Regions from separate parts of the Rattus norvegicus genome. Here all the other regions are linked to region 3. Evidence: chromatin contacts called from public Hi-C and HiChIP or PLAC-seq data. All regions are on one chromosome and are shown on one strand. Each heading gives the region's core, a stretch centred on a gene start, on an enhancer-like site or on the middle of the called end of the contact. The rest is flanking DNA. Distances are from core to core; before and after follow the strand shown.

The links. A called contact is a pair of places that touch in the nucleus more often than the background predicts. HiChIP or PLAC-seq counts read pairs in DNA pulled down with a chosen protein or histone mark.
Region 1: an H3K27ac HiChIP or PLAC-seq map of oligodendrocytes shows a contact between it and region 3, with 6 times the contacts expected there. The contact joins two enhancer-like sites. A contact is called at or near these places in 1 of 12 Hi-C or Micro-C datasets (frontal cortex) and 1 of 1 datasets of contacts at active chromatin or transcription factors (oligodendrocytes).
Region 2: a Hi-C map of frontal cortex shows a contact between it and region 3, with 1.7 times the contacts expected there. The contact joins two enhancer-like sites. A contact is called at or near these places in 3 of 12 Hi-C or Micro-C datasets (Schwann cells, frontal cortex and mammary epithelial cells) and 1 of 1 datasets of contacts at active chromatin or transcription factors (oligodendrocytes).

The regions. Positions count from the first base shown.
Region 1 is chr11:29,496,126-29,499,756 of GRCr8, reverse strand. All of the region lies in intron 3 of LOC103693508 (a long non-coding RNA gene), which reads right to left. Among named protein-coding and RNA genes, the nearest start is that of Mir99a, 190 kb to the left of the region's middle. Within about 2 kb of position 1,881, at least 50 of the 93 cell types and tissues checked have an H3K27ac peak or open chromatin away from gene starts, as enhancers often do.
Region 2 is chr11:29,862,936-29,866,801 of GRCr8, reverse strand. No RefSeq gene overlaps it. Among named protein-coding and RNA genes, the nearest start is that of Mir3588, 130 kb to the right of the region's middle. Within about 2 kb of position 2,046, at least 51 of the 93 cell types and tissues checked have an H3K27ac peak or open chromatin away from gene starts, as enhancers often do.
Region 3 is chr11:29,682,052-29,685,719 of GRCr8, reverse strand. It overlaps LOC103693508 (a long non-coding RNA gene), which reads right to left. Exons shown (of 9, transcript XR_010056223.1): 6 at 2,450-3,668; 7 at 1,658-2,296; 8 at 1-43. Among named protein-coding and RNA genes, the nearest start is that of Mir99a, 3.5 kb to the left of the region's middle. Within about 2 kb of position 2,204, at least 58 of the 93 cell types and tissues checked have an H3K27ac peak or open chromatin away from gene starts, as enhancers often do.

The DNA of each region.
Region 1 (3,631 bases), core at 632-3,131, 190 kb after region 3:
AGTATGATCAGTTGGTGCTTCAGAGTTTCTCTGATGTTGAAATACCTCAACATGTTTGTTCTGTTACATAAAGAAAGTACAATATGGTTGCATGAAGGTAATATGTTCACTGTGTGTACTAATTTGAAGGTTCATGTCTTGCCCCAGATATTTTCTCAACATTAAAATAAGGGGGAAAAAGAGAGATGAATCTCAACCTATTCAAAGAAAGCAGGCAGCATACACGTGTTTACTCATGAGCTTATATGCACCCAGCTCAGAACAAGAACCACAATAGAGAAACCCCCTAGAAACGCACTTTTCTGATTTCTCGATGAAAAGATTAAAATGGTCAGAATCATGTGAGTTGGTTGCGTAAAGCTTCAAAAGAATGCTTTGCGGGAGTGGGTATTTGAAGTGAATTTTGAAATTCAGGTCCGCATGGCGTTCCTTTCTAGCTTGCCCACAGAGGAGTACTTCTTACCACCTCAGATGTCGAGGACCTGTTCTTGAGGAAGGAAGGACGGAATCACTCCCCGGCACACTCAATTCAATTTGCTCCTCTACAGAATAAATCTGAAGTTGTCGCGTGCATCATCATTTGGACCACTCTCTCCTCCATTCCCCTATTTTTTTATTTTACGGCTCAAAGCATAGACGGCATGACATATCTATAGCACATAATTGAAAAATGACAGAACCTGACCTCCAACATGGAACTCTGGTGGGATCAATATGTTGTCTGTTGTAGTATGTGTACATCTGTGTTTTGCGTGGCTACTGAGGATCTCGCTAACGATACAGAATCCACCTTATTTCATGTTTGTTAAACGTTTGTCCGTAGCTGCTGGGGTTTCCTTAGTTCCAAATGTTAGATTCTCTTCTCACAGAAAGGAAAACTTAACATCTGCACCCACAGAATGACTGAACCAAGACGGGGCGAGTGAAATACAAAGACCAGAACAGTAAGAAAAGAACAATTGCCAGACACTGTGGGTTTGTTTGCTACCGATTTGAATTGTCTGTGAGCACATTTGTAAGGACAGGAGAGTCCTTTCGCTCTGTTAAAATACTAACACTGTACTGAGGAAGGTTCTGCCCAAGCCTAGTAGGTTTTCCAACGGGATATAGCCACAGAATTGAAGATAAAATGAGAAAATATTGCTTATGACATCAGAGAAAATAAAAGTCAGAGACATTCAGAAAAATGTACATACATTCAGGTTACGGTCTGGCAGAGAGAGAGAGAGAGAGAGAGAGAGAGAGAGAGAGAGAGAGAGAGAGAGAGAGAGAGAGAGAGAGAGAATCTTTTACAACAATATACATCATCATAAAGCTACACTAACAATAGGCTTTCAGGCTTTCAGGTCCTGCCCCTGGGAGAAGAGTGTCTTGACCCTTGACCTTTGATCACATAAAACTAAAGAAATTAAGAGCATGTTTGTCACTGCTGTTGGTTTTATACACATCTACTTTTTATCTAAATTGCTATAAGAAAAAAAAGATTCTATTTCAAAACAGCCCAAGTCTTGTTCTTAAGTCATGTGACTTGTTTCCTGCCCCCACCCCACCCCCGCCAGCCGTGCGCTCCATATCATTTTACTCTGAAATAACTCTGCGATTTCAGCTGAACCTGCCTTCTCTTACAATGCACAGCGCACCCCACAAGGGAGCCTGAGAACAGACTCCCTTGAAAAGCAAGGTTCTCATAGTTGGCCTGTAACCATGGAAGCAGATGCTGTTTTCTCCTTACCCTGCTTACCTCTTTGCAGCCTCCAAGCTGCTGCCTATTGTTAAAAGGGGGTACGCCTCGATTCTTCTTCATCATGACCGAACTTGCCTCTTCTTCAAAGGGCATGATGCTGCAGGCCATTGGTCTAGACTGCTTGCACGGTCCAGAGAGCAGCCTTGATGTAACCCTTGCTCCGTCTGAGCCACACCACCAGCCGTGCAGCTGCAGACTGGAGGGGGACATTGGAGATCCGTATTTGAAAAGAAGTCTGTCTGATTTTGCCATTGTGCCTTTTCACTCATCGATCGAATGAATATCGAACCTTCTGTCGTTGCATGTGTGAAACAGATAGCTTAGCCAGCACTTTTGTGCCCAACCTGTGCTGTGGGCCAAAAGGTTTTCATTTTAGTCTCAAGTTGTTTTTTTTTTTTCCCTTTCTTTCTTTCTTCAGACTCGATGAATTTTGGGTTGGTTTAAATTATTTGTATGCCTTTATCCAGCTGTTCTGGAGACTGCTTGGGATACTGTACCAGCACGGATTTTGTTTTGGTGTGAAAACGGAACTCCCCCCCCCCTCCTGTCCTCTGTTTGTTTTCATTTGTAGCTAGCTGTCTTAGGTCTTTTTGTAGCTTCCTAGGTAGAAGTGGGCTAACTTTTACTACACTCTATCAAGCTGACTAGCTAAGTTACCCTTTTACGGGGACGACTTGATGGTGTCTGTTATTTCATAGGCTCAATCCAGAAAGGTGAACTTGAGCCTCTCAAGGTGATTTCAGTGATTTACAAGAGTAAGTAAACCGGATAATCACATTGATTTTTAAGCTGAACGAAAGTGTTTGGTAAACTCTATTTAAAAGGAATTTGTTTTCTTTGTTTTCTCCTACTTTAAACATCAGCAAAAATATTATTTGGAAGTGTTGGGATATACTTAAAGGCACATAATTTCTTTTGTGCTTAAGAGAGTACAAATAAAAAATAAAATTATTATGATTTAGTATATGGAATATATTCGTAATATCTGTCTTCCGGCATGATTTAACTGAAAAGTAACTAAAAGGTGATTGCACTTCATTTTTTAAAAATATAACTGAAATTTCCTTGCTGTTCCCCAACAGCTGATGTTTAGGCTAATGAGACTTAGGCCACCTGCTCGTTGGCGAAGGCAGGATTTCACCGTGCCCTTGTGAAACTCTTAACTTCAGGATGTCTCGGGTGCATTTCTCCAGCACGGTGATTACAGAGCATTGTCTGCCCGGGTCATCAGGAGTGTTTTGGTTTGATTTGAAGAAACCAGTAGTTCATACTTAAAGGCACACATATTTCCTCTAATTGCCAAAGGCAACGGGGAGGACCGTGGCGGAATAAAGACAGTTATTGTGACAGATGAAATATAATTCACAATGAGAACCCTTTTCATCTAGCCTGAAGTAGAGCAGGATTACTTACAAGCTGAATTTTGTGGAAGAATACATAAGCTCATAAAAAAAAAACAAAAACAACAACAAAAAAAGCTAGAAAGAAAAGCAGCAAGCCTATGTCTCTGTGGCTCGTGAGTGTTTATTTTGTGTATGTCTGTCTTGGGATCGTATTTTGTTTCTCCTAACAGAGAAGATGCACTGGCCAGAAGAGGGAATAGGCAGAGAAGGTGCAAAGGAAGGAACTTAAAAGCAATGCAAGCTGCTTCTTCCTTCTAACAGTGTAGAAAGATGAGTTAGATGGGCTGTATGTTCTCTGCCACGCAATGCAACAATCCTATTTTCAACACACGTGTTTTTGCTGCAAAAGTAGGTAACTTTTATTTCATAAATGTACTATACCTAGGTAATATTTTCTTCCTTTAAGATTCTTAGGGTTATATCGTTTGCTAGGGTTTTTGTTTGTTTTATTTTGTTTGTTTAGATTCTGGTTAGCATTCTGTGA
Region 2 (3,866 bases), core at 797-3,296, 180 kb before region 3:
GGATAGAGGGAGAAGGTGGGAGAGCAAGTGAAAGGAGGACATGAAGGAAGGAAAGATGGAGAGATGAGAGAGACAGAGATGAGACAGACACAGAGATAGACACAAAGACAGAAACAAAGAGACAAGACAGACACAGAAAAAGAGTAAACTAGGAAGTAAGAGAAAAAGAGAAAAAGAGAAATTTCTGCTATGGGGTATTTTAGACTAAACCTTCCACTAATGTTAACAAATAACATTCTAAAAATTGCTTGAGGGCGAAAACTATGTCCTCATCATATGTCATGGAAGTTCATCGTTCCATGCATGGTAAGTGTAGAGGAAAGAAATGAGTCTGGGATGTGTGCAGTCGATCATCCTAAAGACAACAAAATCAAGAGGCAGCAGAGTTATAGCAGGAGCCATTTAAACAGCTCTCTTCTGGGAGGATGGGCCGACTCTGTCACCATTAGTTGGTACACGTGTCTAAACACTGGACTTCAGTATTCTCCCCTCTAGCTTCAGAGTAACTCCAAAGTTACAGCGAGAGGTAGATGATCCACGTACAAGACTTATCACAACGCCAGGACCTTTGTAAACACTCAGAAAAGAAGCTATTTCACGTCGGTGTAATAATCACTGCCTATGAAGAACAGTCTGCAGAGTGTGACCCAAGATCCTCCTGTGAGCATGAAAGACTTGAGCGTCATGAGGATTTAAGCCATCCCACCTCGTGTCTCCTCAACATGAAGTTGTTCTCGCTCAGATTTATTTATGTGCAAATGTTGGTGTCCAGACCACACTAACACATCTCTTGTCTGCCTCAGCGAGTCAGGATTCTATCTACGCAGAAACATATAAGGCCCCTTGCATCCGTTTTGATGCGGTCAGCCTTTGTTGTCGCTGAAGCTCTGGAAAGAGAGTAACTCGTGGAGCTGTGCCGGCCAACTTGGCAGCCTGTGCTTTCAGCCCACTTGGCTGTGCGCAATACTCTGTCTGAGTTTGGAAGATCCGTCTGCTTTTGTGTTTTGTGGAGAGGCTATGAGAAACGAAGTAATGGATTTGACTTATACAACAGCCTGGAAAAATAGGCCATGGCCTAAGCAAATAATGAGTGTTAAATGGCCTCCTTCCAGAGAGTTCCTGGCTGGAGACGGCAGGACAGGTTGAGGCGCCTTCTGATGGATTTTGCACTAATTGTCTTCTTCCTTCAAGGAAGTTCTGCTTTAAATGAAAGGCAGGAAGTGTGTGAGGGAGGCAAGGATCTTTGTATGCAGAGTATGGGCTCCTTTTAAAGGAAGCAAGGACATTATATAGATTTCGAGGTCCCCGGGGTTTAACAGTAAACCATGTAATTCTTCTGAGTGGCCACACAGGGGTTAACTGCAAGTGCTCCATATTCGAAGCTAGCCTAAAATCTTTTCCACGACACAAAGTCTCAAACGTCCTTACATTGTTCCTTGCATTTGGCTGTGTTTACCTGTGTAAATCCATTTGCCCACACAGGGACAGCCTGTTCCAGATTGCTTGTGTTTTACTCTGTTATTACTCTTTCAGAGCGGAAGCCTGAGGCATGTACCTGGGACGGAATTGCTCCATGTGTTATACTCGATCTCCCTCTACCTATGCGTTGCATTTTCACTACCTTTCCCAATAATGTCGTGTCTATTAAGCAGGCTTTCATGAGTTTTGTTGCTGTTTTTCAGCTGCTGTCGTTTATTTGCTCCCTCTCCCCTCCCCCCCCTCTCTCTCTCTGTGTGTGTGTGTGTGTGTGTGTGTGTGTGTGTGTAGAATTAGAGGAATAGAAGGTGGTGGAATATAAACCTGAAAAAAATGATTCAGCACCTATACCAAACTATACCAAAACCGTTCCCAGGGTTGGCACACAGTTTCCGGTTCCCTTAACTCTTTAAGCACCTGTGTTGATCGCGATGGCCACGGGCAAGATTCCTCTTCATTTCTGAATAATTATCTCAGAACCGTGTTGTGGCACTGTTCCTAGATGGAAGCCGTAATGATCCCAGCGCATTGCCTCCTTTTCTGTATTCTGTGACATTCTCCTCCAGCCTACTGTGTCTGGCAGCCCCACAATGAGGCCCCGTGTGTGTCGGTGAGATGGATGATGTGTGCAGTGTCTGCATCTCGGGACTGACGAGGAGCTCCTGCTGAATCTTACCTCGGGGTTGCTAGCTTCTGTGCTATTGAATTAGAAAGGCAAACCTCCCCCTTCTGAGAAATGTCTTATTTTTCTCTCACTACACAGTACCGTAATGGAAATAATAGCACGCATTAGAGATTTGATGGATCGCTCTCTCTACATACCCGAGTAAGGAGCTTTCTTGTTTATTTTTTTTCCTTTGTCTCATTGCTCTGTTATTGTTTTCTCAAAGCAAAACCAAAGCAGCCACTGGTACAGGTGGTGGTATTTTACATGGTATTGGTATATTTTGCTTTGTTTAATTAAGTGAAATTGTCTAAAATCATGGACAGAACATTTCTGAAATAAATATTAGAAGTAAAATATTTCTTTTTAATTACTGTTTATGAATATTTTCTTGTTTCTAAATTTGATCTAGCATTTTTTCTGTCATCCAATTTTTTCATATCTTTTCATATCCATTTAGGAGATTTTTATTTTTTGGGGGGGTAAGGAAGCCAGTTAACTTTGAAGAAGGATGCTTTTGTTTCTTTTGGATTATGCTGCAATGGGAGATAAATTCTGAGCAATGAACTAAAGTGTCACAGTGGGTAAAGATTTTTAGTAAAGATTGGTTAAGAATCTCAGTGTGCCACTTACCACACGGGGACATCTGATAGAGGTAGTATGACAGACGAGGAAAAAAGAAAGAGTGAACAATGATATTCTTCTGTTTTCTAGAACAGGCTCTGTGGACATGTAGCTGTCATCACTGAGGACGACACATAGAATGGGATCATTTTCATGCTTTGGTGGCAATGTCTTGCAGTTCCTGATAAATCGTAGGAGAAGACCATCATTGAACATCATCTTGTACTTGGCCTAGCAAATGATGCAGTCAAACTTGGAGGTGAAGAATAGGATTCCTGGCTAGCATAATTTTCAATGACAACCAAAGTATAACAAGAGAGATATCAAGGCAGAAGTCAGGATGTCGAAGTGAGCATTAGACATTATCCCACCTTCCCTACATGAAGGACTAGACTGGAAGTGGCTGGGGGAACTGATATTAGAACAAAAAGACTTATGAAACCACCTCATCTCCCACCAACTTCTGTGATGCAATGTTCTTCCTTACTTAGGACAATATGAATGAGCGATGCCTCATTCATTATTATATTATGATTATTATAGGAAGGGAGCATAACAATAAAATGACTCCGAATGTCATATTGCTACAGCATTTATCTCTACACCACTTAATCTCATCAGAGAATGTTTTCCTGGCAGAGATGATGATTCACATAGAAACCCACAACATGACCATGTGCAGAACGTGTAACAGACCTTGGAGCACTCCTTCCTTTAGGCTCAGGGATCTACACAGAAGATAAGTTGAGAAGCCTTTGGAAACCAGAAGCAATGGATGACAAGAAAACAATATCATCCACAAAAAGCTCCCCCTCCACACGTGTGTGTGTGTGTGTGTGTGTGTGTGTGTGTGTGCACGCGTGTGTGTACTTATAGTGTCTAGGACAACATATAAAATACCTGCACAAATTCAATCTAGACAACTCCAACACTGAGAAGAGTAAGCGAGCATTAATCACCATCCCTGACAGGAAAGTTATTTGCAAATGATACCTGCTCAGAAAGAAAGATCATTTTCTTCCAATGGAATGTCACTGGGGTATATCAACCAGACTACAAGACAGATCCCATGTACAGGAGTGGTTGGCCAACATACAAAAAG
Region 3 (3,668 bases), core at 955-3,454:
GTGGTCATTTTCTTCTCTTCTCATATGCACTTTAAATGTTCCCCTAAAACAACCACAAAAGGAAAATATCAGACAACTGCCACCTACAAGGATCATCTGTGTAGATTGCGAGCAAGGGAAGGAGGTGGCCGGGAAGAGAGCACAATGTCAAAATGGGGAAAACCCTTCAAAAGTCTTTTTCTTAAGGCTTGGCAGAGTCGGAGGGCCCCACCCCGGGATACTCATATGACACAGAAGTGCTTTCACAGTTTGCAGCTACATGTTCCTTCTGGTTGGTGTTGCTTTCACAGGAAGAGTTCTGAAAGTGAAAGGATGTAGCTCTTACGGAAGCGACTAGGTCCTTCACAATGAAGGGGTGAAAGCTGAAAAGACCTTTGGTGTTGGCATGGAGCTTAATAAGATAATTAAGAGTGCGGAGATTAATGGCTCCTAAAATAACATTCAAAATAATGTTTTTTTAACTAAAGGATCACGAAACATGAAAACATGTTTATCAATATTAATTAAGCCTTTGAAAGTTGGCTTTCCACTAACAACGGAGGAAGAACAGCCAATCTGCAAATAATTAGTGAATAAGCAATAAAGTCAATAAAACATTGCTTCAAAATGTTATCTGTGTATAGGTCTGGGTCACGCTTGATTCTTTTTTCTACAATATAACCCAAAAGAAGACAGAATTGACCAGCTGTATAATATTTCCCTTTGTTTATCCTACATGTTTATGATATCATGAAATATAACTTTAAAACATAACAATTATGGTTACTTATCACAGATACTCTTATGTCAGTTCTTAGGATGAAAATTGTAATCTTGATTGATACACATTGTATATCCCAAAGCGTTTTTTTTTCCTTTTCAGAGATTTTCCTGCATGTTTAGAAACATTTAAAAAATTAAAAAAAGAATATATCATCTAGTCCTTCCCACTAAGAAAAAAAAACCTTGCATTTTGTTACAAGATGTTGAACTTGCTCAGCAATTTCCTTCTACAAATAGACAAAATAATTAGAATGCAATGTTTTCACCTGCCGAGCCAAAGAAACTCTGAACTTGAAGCAAGTTTGTACAGACTTTCCCCACCGCAGCAGTGAAGGGCAGCGTCCAACACTTCGCAACTGCTTTAGGGCAAATTCTTCTCCTTGTATTTTTAGAAGTAGAATTATTAAGAAACAAGCTACTTTTTACATCGCAATGGAGAATACATACACTCTTTTTATCCCCATTTCTCTTCTACTGCAACCAGTGTGAAAAAGTCAATTTATTTTTTTAGCAGTCTATGGATGCATTTCTGAAGCGAGATCTCTTCTTAGAATTGGAGAGATCCCTTCTTTTTCCATTTCAAATTAGGAGTCACAAAATAGGTTTTGCTTTCTGTACTACCGATTCCCAAGCCCACGAAATACATTACTGGACACAAAAATCAGAGATAACACACACCACAGTCTGCCTAAAACTTCTGTGCACAACCAAAGCAGGAGCTATATGTTTATCGTTTTCTAATTTTAGTTTAGTGTCTATGCTAATCACGATTAGAGTAAGAAAGCAAAAGAAAAAAGTAGAAAGTGGGTAATGAGTTAATGAGAATAAACTGAAACTGCAAGGACCCTGATCTATGTAACTGAAAGCATAAAAAGAAACAAAAAAAAAGTTATACCTGATATGAAAGTGCGGGTTCACCAAGTGCAATGTACTGCTCTTAGGCCATTGTTTTTGAAATAATAATAAGAATAAATAAATAAAAGCAAAGAAGGCTCATTGGATTGTGTTGTTTTCAAAGCTGCTTAACGAAGGCCGGTGTCTCAGGAGTTAGACAAACCAAAGTTTGCTTTTTTTTTCCTTTTGGTTTGTCTGTTTGTCTTGGTTTGCATTTTTGTTTGTTTTTGTTTTCACGCAGCCATATCTCATTATTATCAGTATTTTTCAGCACTCTTGCGAATACTGAGCAGCTCAGGTTTTTGTTTGGTTTGGGTTTTTATTTGCAGTTTCTTCAGGGCTCCTGGTATTTCTCAGAGAAGGAGGTCCAGAGGGCTTGTCTTCCTTCTCTTCCTTGTCCGTATTCCAGGCACAAAGCACTGCGCAGAATCTGCACCAATCGTTGCCATCCACTGGCAGCAGAATGGTAGAAGGTGGGAGAGACCCAGAAGCCTTCCAGGCTGTGCTGACTTGAGGAATGAGGTTTGCACACGTTCGTCTCCCGAAGCGAAGGGGTGGAAAGGCTGGGTGCCAGCTTGCTACTCGGCTACAATGATCTCATGCTCACTGCTCCGTAGTCCTGTTCGACCAGTTCAAACGCCTGTTCATTATAAACCAAATACATACATAAATAAATAACCCCAACTACTTGAATTCTTCAATAACCAAAAAAGGGGTATTAACATAAAATTTTTAAAAATCAGCAGTCAGAAAAGGTTAAAAAAGAGAAGGAAAAAGAAGAAAAAGCACATACAATTTTAGGATTCACTTGTTATGCCTCAATATTCTGTTATTATTTTCCTTTTCTCTCTCTCTTTCGAGATAAGCAGCAGAATTTATCAGGCGTGAAAGGGACAGCCTCCTGGTGGCCTGCCAAAAGCCCAGAATAAAGGCGAAGTTGTGCTTCAAAGCTCAGTTGCTTGCTGAGTCTGGCTAAAGTCAAGTATTAAGATCCACCATTTTCTGATCCTTGCTAGAAAAGAAGAAAAAAGTCAGGCCAGTTTGCTGCTTCCAAGTCTCCGTTGGCACCATCACAAAATCTCAGCCGTCAGGTCACATGATTCTCTGCCAAATGTAGAGTGAGCGCATTCCCATCAACCATTCTGCTGATACTGCGAAGGCAGCTATTGTCTCGTTTAGACCCAAAGTTCAGCCCACTCTTCATTGAATTAGCTGAAAAACGCATCACCTTTGGGGGCTGGGAGTCATGGAAACGTCTACCTGGCAAGCTGCCCACTTTTTCTGCCCATCAACCAGAGATGGGATTGTGCTGCTTAACGCAGTCATGACTTGGAATGTGAAGAGTCGTCCAAAGTGAATCTCATTCTTACAACGCCTGCTTCATTTGCACAGAAAACTCTGGCTCAGAGGAGAGAGGGAGAGAGGGAGGGAGAAAGGGAGGGAGGGAGAAAGGGAGGGAGGAAGGGAAGGAGGGGGAGGAGAGAGAGAGAGAGAGAGAGAGAGAGAGAGAGAGAGAGAGAGAACTACAAAAAATAGCAAATAAAGGTCTGAACATGCTTACTTTGCAACTTTATTTCTCAACGCAACCAAACGGTTCTCAGACGGGAAGACTGAATGCCCTGCCCCGAGAGTTTGCTTCATTAAAGGCATATCTAATGTTTTCTTTACTGTAAACGCAACAAACCTAGCACATTTGTTTTATTCTCCCTCTTTGAGACTTCGAAACAAAACCAGACCTCCCAGTTTTCCTCTTTGCATTTTTATTACTTTCTGATTTTTATCTAGCACCAATTTTGTACTACATGGCCACAATATCCACTAGCAACGGAGATGCATTATTGCCACCATCTCCAGCAAAGTGGTCCCCTGAGAGGCTGGGGTGTCTCTTCCAGCAGGCAAAACCCTGCAATTGGGTCTTGTGATAATCCCCATCACCACCTAGCACAGCTGCTATGCAAGTTTGCTGAGATTGACACATGAGAGAAGTGTTCTTTCTGTTCTCTTACTGACTG